Regions from separate parts of the Sus scrofa genome. Here region 2 is linked to region 1. Evidence: chromatin contacts called from public HiChIP or PLAC-seq data. All regions are on one chromosome and are shown on one strand. Each heading gives the region's core, a stretch centred on a gene start, on an enhancer-like site or on the middle of the called end of the contact. The rest is flanking DNA. Distances are from core to core; before and after follow the strand shown. Region 1 overlaps NF1 (neurofibromin). Region 2 has its middle 64 kb from the start of NF1.

Region 1 (3,595 bases), core at 639-3,138:
CTTGATGGCCTAGCAGTTAAGGATTCAGCATTGCTACTACTGTAACTTGGGTCAAAGCCCTGGCTTGGAAACTTCCCCATGCCACAGGCACAAACAAAAACAAAAACAAACAAAAAAACAAAAAAAACAACACATGTAGGATTTAGATATACATATAAATCTTTTTTTAAAATTAACTGTTCTTAAAAAAAAAATTAACTGTTCTTGTTAGGTGTTTAGGTAACTTCCAAATATATATATGTACGGCTGTATTTAGCCACTGTCTCCAAACTCTCCTACATCTTGTTCCACTAGAGGATAGAAAATGCCATTTCTTTCTTTCTTTTTTTTTTTTTTTTTTTTGCTTTTTAGGGCCACACCTGTGACATATGGAAGTTCCTAGGCTAGGGGTCAAATCGGGGCTACAGCTGCAGGCCTACACCACAACCACAGCAACCCAAGCTGCGTATGTGACCTACACCACCAGATCCTTAACCCACTGAGCAAAGCCAAGGATTGAATCTGGATTCTCATGGATGCTGGTTGGGTTCGTTACCACTGAGTCACAATGGGAACTACTAGATACACATACAAATCTTTACCAGAATCTTGAATTAAACATAAACCATACTTTGATGCTACAAAATAATCAAAGCCTAAATTCTTATAGCAACAAAATGCTGTAATGCCAATTACGGTGAATTTTAAGCACTCACTATCCTAAACCAAATACTACACTATCTACCACCAAGAGACTATGGTTTCCACAACACTGTAAATCAACTATACTTCAACAAAATTTAAAAAAAAGGAGGGACTATGGCTTCCATAATTCAATTTACTCAATAAGACTAAGTGAATGCCAATAGCACAATATTGTTTTTGTTCTTCTTCTGAGGGCCGCACCTGCAGCAGTTCCCAGGACAGGGGTTGAATCGGAGCTGCAGCTACTGGCCTACGCCACAGCAACGCCAGATCTGAGCTGCATCTGCAACCTAAGCCTCAACTTGAGGCAACGCCGGATCCTTAGCCCACTGAGCCAGGCCAGGAATTGAACCCACATCCTCTTGGATACCAGTTGGGTTCTTAACTCATCAAGCCACAATGAGAACTCCCTTGTTTTTGTTTTCAAAAGGAGGCTCCACACATTAAAATATTTTCAATCTAACTGAGAATATGGCCACTTATTTATATAATCCTATCTCTATGATCCACACACTGTACAACAGAAGGGGGCCACAAAATCTTAAATTTCTGTAAATCACTTTACACGTTTATTAAAGGCCTTGCTTTTTTTCAGAAAATCTTACCTTTTTTCCATAAAGAGAAAACATCTTTGTTAGGCAAATGACTGCCCACACCTCCAGTTTACCAGTTCTCTAAGTCTACGCTATTTTCTAATTAACTCTTTAAAAAGGAAACACACCAAAGATGATTTGGCTATGAAAACAGTACTGATTTTCAAAACCTATAACCAGAACTCAGTTTCATTGCTCAATATAAATAATACAAATTGTGATTATAAGTACTCAAAAGTAGCAGAGCAGTTTGGACTTAATCAAGAACTATCCAGAGCAGTTGTTTTGAACTGAGCATGAAGGAGATTTTAGATAGGGATAGACATAGAGGAAGGAATCACCTGACAGAGACAGGAAAAATACGCTGTTCAAAGGTACAGACATAAAATAGCTGGAGTACCCTGAAGTCTAGGGAATATAAACAGATTTTATAAAACACAGGGGAAAAAAAGCAATTATGAGCTTTTGACAATGAAAATACTGAATGAAACTGGTATTTGAGGAAAACTGTTTCAAAAGTCTCTATTACAGAAGCTGTCATAGGTTATAGGAGGAAGAAAATAACACAGTAGCTCATAAAAGCAATCTCACCCCTTAAAAAAAAAAAGGAGTTCCTGTCATGGCACAGAGGAAGCACATCTGACTAGGAACCACGAGATTGCAGAGATTCGATCCCTGGCCTTGCTCAGTGGGTTAAGGATCCAGCATTGCCGTGAGCTGTGGTGTGGGTCACAAACGCAGCTCAGATCTGGTGTTGCTATAGCTTGGGCATAGGCCAGTGGTTACAGCTCCAACTAGATCCCTCACCTGGGAACCTCCATATGCCATGGGTGAGGCCCTTAAAAAAAAAAAAAAAAAAAAGCAACTCACATTTAGGACCATAAATCCTATTTATCCTAAGGTCAAATTTTATTTATTACCACTTAGGACTGGGACAGTCTAATATGTAAATATCTAAATGAGAAGCTAAAGAAGAGATTTTAACAGATTACTATGGTCAATTTACATATGAGAAAATCTGTATGAAATACTAATTCTGGAAAAATGGAAAAGTAGATAGGGTCACAAATAAGACAAATATTTAAGAAAAAGAATCAAAACCTAAAATCGATCCGCGAACGTCGAAAATGAGGTTTCCTGTGCTCATTAAGATCCAGCGTGATGTGTGTAGTCCAGACGGCTCGATCCGCGTGCTGTACTTGCTACAGTGATCGACTAGTAACTCATAGCAAAAAAAAAACAAAAAAAAAAAAAAAAAAAAAAAAAAAAAAAAAAAAAAAAAAAAAAAAAACCTAAAATCCAAGTCAAAAGGTTACCTGTGCTTATCCACAAATTAAGATGAATGTTTATATCCAGAGTCCACAGAAAATGACTTTATATACTTCAAGACATGCTGCTCCAAATTTTTAAATCAAAACCAAACCAAATCAAATTTCCACATAAACAGTAATGCAAATACTCACCATATTGTTAACATTCTTTAAGATAGTAGTGAGGCCGCTTATAACCAAAGAAAATTTGTATTTGGAAATATTGATAAGACATTCCTTGTTGTGTTCGGTACTGACTTTGGTATGTGTGTTCTGTTGTCCTGTTTTTATTGGAAGCTGAGGGGGGAAAAACATGTTAGCTTACATTTGAAAATGACTGAAGAGAATTCTCTTTCTCATTGAAAATCATGAGATTTTAGGAAAATCTGTATCAATCAGTTGTCTCTGTATCTCAAGCTCCAATTTTCAATACATAATGAAATTTATATCAAATAAGTCTTTAGAAATTTCAATTTTTCCAGCTTTCTTTCTGAAAGTCATAAATCTTACAAAATTAAATCTTTACCCAGCACTATGTAAGACAGAATGATGACGCACAGAAATAGAGCTACTTTCTTATAGCTAAAAATTATTTCAGAGAATGTCTGCAATAAAACGCACATAATCCTTTCTCCTATATATTGAGCTCAAGCATTAAGAGAACAAGAGACCAAGAAAATCTATGCCTTAGACATCTAGTCAATAATGGCAAATAGGGAGTTCCCGTTGTGGCTCGTGGTTAACGAATCCAACTAGGAACCATGAGGTTGTGGGTTCAATCCCTGGCCTCACTCAGTGAGTGAAGAATCCAGCATTGCCATGAGCTGTGGTGTAGGTCACAGATGAGGCTTGAATCCTGCATTGCATGGCTGTGGCATAGGCCAGTGACTGCAGCTCTGACTGGACCCCTACTAGCCTTGGAACCTCCATATGCCGCGGGTACGGCTGTAGAAAAGGCAAAAGACAAAAAAAAAAAAAAAAATTAAATAAAATAATGGCAAATAATTG
Region 2 (3,595 bases), core at 546-3,045, 130 kb after region 1:
TAAGAACTTTTGTGAAAGTGAATTATCTGAATCTCTTCTCTATTACTCCACAAAGATCATCAAATAGTGACTAAGGATAATTGCGGGGTTATGGGTTAGGGGACATGAAATTATTATGACCTCAAACAATCCTAATTTTTAATTCTTGGTTATCGACCACTTTGTCTGTGCCAGTTGTTACCATTTCTAAAGATAATTCTCTTGGAGTTCCCGTCACAGCGCAGTGGTTAACGAATCCGACTAGGAATCATGAGGTTTCGGGTTCGATCCCTGCCCTTGCTCAGTGGGTTAAAGGATCTGGCATTGCCGTGAGCTGTGGTGTGGGTTGCAGACGCGGCTCGGATCCGCGTTGCTGTGGCTCTGGCGTAGGCCGGTGGCTACAGCTCTGATTAGACCCCTAGCCTGGAACCTCCATATGCCATGGGAGTGGCCCAAAGAAATGGCAAAAAGACAAAAAAAAAAAAAAAAAAAAAAGATAATTCTCTTTATATAATCCCAAGAGTATTCATCCTGATGGAGTTCACCAATGTTGGCTCATCTGCGTTTTATCATTAAACGAGATTATATTCTTCTAGTGCTGGTCTTGAACATGCCACTATGTAATTGAATAACCTTGGATAAGTCACATAAACCCACTGGGACTTTCTTTTCTTTTTCTTTTCCTCTTTTTTGGCTTTTTAGGGCTGCACCTGAGGCATATGGAGGTTCTCATTTTAGGGGTTGAATCAGAGCTGCAGCTGCTGGCCTACACCACAGCCACAGCAATGCAGGGTCTGTGAACTACACCACAGCTGGATCCTTAACCACTGATCGAGGCCGGGGATCAAACCTGCATCCTCATGGGTACCAGTCGGGTTCCTAATGAGAACTCTGGGCCTTACTTTCTTTCTCTCAAAAATGAGAGGTAAGAGAGTTCCCGTTGTGGCTCAGTGGCTAACGAATCCTACTAGGAACCATGAGGTTGTGGGTTCGATCCCTGGCCTTGCTCAGTGGGTCAAGGATCCGGTGTTGCCATGAGCTGTGGTGTAGTTTGCAGACACGGCTTGGATCTGGCATTGCTGTGGCTCTGGCGTAGGCCAGCGGTATAGCTCGGATTAGACCCCTAGCCTGGGAACTTCCATATGCCTCAGGAGCGGCCCTAGAAAAGACAAAAAAAAAAAAAAATAAAAAAAAAATGAGAGGTAGGAGTTCTCATTGTGGTGTAGGGGAAACGAATCTGAATAGTATGCATGGGGATGCGGGTTCTATCCCTGGCCTCACTCAGTGGGTTAAGGACCTGGCATTGCTGTGAGCTGTGTTACAGGTCACAGATGCAGCTGGGATCCAGTGTTGCTGTGGCTGTGGTGTAGGCCAGTAGCTATAGCTCTGATTTGACCCCTAGCCTGGGAACTTCCGCATGCTGTGGGTGTGGCCCTAAAAAAAAAGAAAAGAAAAAGGAAAGAAAAATGAGAGGTTTTGGGAATGAACCCTACTAGAAACTAGAATTCATGAGGACATTGGTTTGATCCCTGACCTTGATCATTGGGTTAAGGATCCAATGTTGCCGCGAACTGCAGTTTTAGGTCACAGATGCAGCTTGAATCACACGTTGCTGTGGCTGTGGTGTAGGCTGACAGCTACAGCTCCAATTTGACCACTAGCCTGAGAACTTCTATATACCCAGGGTGCAGCCCTAAAAAAAGACCAAAAAAAAAAAAAAAAGTAGAGAGAGAAAGTTCGGATGAAATACTGTACTTCTTCAACTCTGTAAAAAGCCTAAGGGCCATGCAATCCCAACTGTGTCCAGCAGAGGACAGAAGAAGTCACTAAAAGCTCAGAGGTCTCCATCAATCCCTGTCACTAGTGTGAATAGTTTTATGGGAGTCCCTATTTTCTATGTTACTTACCTGATTTTTAAGGTTGTGCCAGGCATGAAGGCAGGTGTGTTTCTTGAAAGATTAAAGCAGAGGTACACTGTCTACTTTGGCCTCTTTGTTTTATTTTTTGGCTTTTCTAGGGCTGCACCCGTGGTATATGGAGGTTCCCAGGCTAGGGGGCAAATCAGAGCTGTAGCCACCAGCCTACACCACAGCCACAGCAACGTGGGATCCGAGCTGTGTCTTCGACCTAGACCACAGCTCATGGCAACGCCAGATCCTTGACCCACTGAGCAAGGCCAGGGAATCGAACCTACAACCTCATGGTTCCTAGTCGGGTTTGTTGACCACCGTGCCATCATGGGATCTCCCTGGGCCTCTTTGTTAATATAAAACCATTTCCCAAATGGTGAGCAAAGGTAAATTGCCTGACAGAAGGTGACACATGGGGCTAGGAGCAGCCTTATACTTAGAGTCAATATAAATAGTAAACTTGCTACAGAAAATTCCATTTCAGAGTTCCTGCTGTGATGCAGTGGGTTAATGATCCGAAAAAGAAAAAAATTTCCATTTCATCAAAAATCTTTTTTCGTAACAAAGCATTCCTAACCCTACTTAATGACCTATTTATTTTAAAAAATATTTACCTCAGCAAAACTCTTTGTCCCCCTCAGCTTTTCTTCTAGTTTTTCTTTTTGACCGCACCTGAGGCATGTGGAAGTTCCCTGGGCTAGGGATTGAAGCCAAGCCAGAGCTGTGACCTAGGCTGCAGCTGTGGCAATGTTGGATCCTTAACCCAAGACGCTGGTCCAGGGATTGAACCGGAGCCTCCACAGAGACAAGCCAGATCATTAACCCACTGCACCACAGCTGGAGCTTCTCCTCCAGCTTCGCTAAGATATAACTGACAGAAAACATTGTGTTAGTTTAAAATGAACAACTCAATAAACTGATACGTATATTGCAAGAAATGATTACCACAATAAGATTAGTCAATGCATCAATCACCTCTCAGTTCAAATTTGAAAAATTCTTGTCACAGTGGGATTAGATTAACATTTCTACAACTACAAATGTAATAAATTCATTGAGTAATAAAAATAAGTACATTTTAAAAATTAAAAAAAATTTTAAAAAAAGATACATGGGAGTTCCCGTTGTGGCACAGTGGTTAACGAATCGACTAGGAACCATGAGGTTGCAGGTTCCATCCCTGGCCTCACTCAGTGGGTGAAGGATCTGGCGTTGCCGTGAGCAGTGGTATAGGTCGAAGACATGGCTGCAATCTGGTGTTGCTGTGGCTGTGGTGTAGGCCAGTGGCTACAGCTCCGATTAGCTCCCTAGCCTGGGAACCTCCATATGCCACCGGTGCAGCCCTAGAAAAGGCAAAAGACCAAAAAAAAAAAAAAAAGAAAAGAAAAATTATTTGCAAAATACACCCCTACAGAGACAGAGACTTCTGATACATATTTAACTAAGATAAGCATTAAAAATAAATAAATAAAAAATAAAATAAAAATTTTAAAAAGAGAAAAAAATAAGATAAGCCTTGTTTTTTAGGCAGACACTGGAGGGCTGGTTTAAACGTGTACTGAGGTGAAGGAATTGAGAATTTAAGAAAGCCCTGAGGCCAGGTCGAACCCATCCCAGCTATTCAAAGAAAATGTAGTATATGCAGAATTTGGTGGTTAAAAATTTAAGCTCTGGGTAAGACAGACCTACCTTTGAACCTTGGTAAA

What was found. HiChIP or PLAC-seq counts read pairs in DNA pulled down with a chosen protein or histone mark.
Region 2: an H3K27ac HiChIP or PLAC-seq map of alveolar macrophages shows a contact between it and region 1. The contact joins two enhancer-like sites. A contact is called at or near these places in 1 of 47 Hi-C or Micro-C datasets (embryonic fibroblasts) and 1 of 2 datasets of contacts at active chromatin or transcription factors (alveolar macrophages).

The regions. Positions count from the first base shown.
Region 1 is chr12:43,688,378-43,691,972 of Sscrofa11.1, forward strand. It overlaps NF1 (neurofibromin), which reads right to left. Exons shown (of 59, transcript XM_021067460.1): 2 at 2,741-2,884. Among named protein-coding and RNA genes, the nearest start is that of NF1, 64 kb to the right of the region's middle. Within about 2 kb of position 1,889, at least 1 of the 83 cell types and tissues checked has an H3K27ac peak or open chromatin away from gene starts, as enhancers often do. A contact at or near this core is called in alveolar macrophages, where this site is marked.
Region 2 is chr12:43,816,561-43,820,155 of Sscrofa11.1, forward strand. No RefSeq gene overlaps it. Among named protein-coding and RNA genes, the nearest start is that of NF1, 64 kb to the left of the region's middle. Within about 2 kb of position 1,796, at least 10 of the 83 cell types and tissues checked have an H3K27ac peak or open chromatin away from gene starts, as enhancers often do. A contact at or near this core is called in alveolar macrophages, where this site is marked.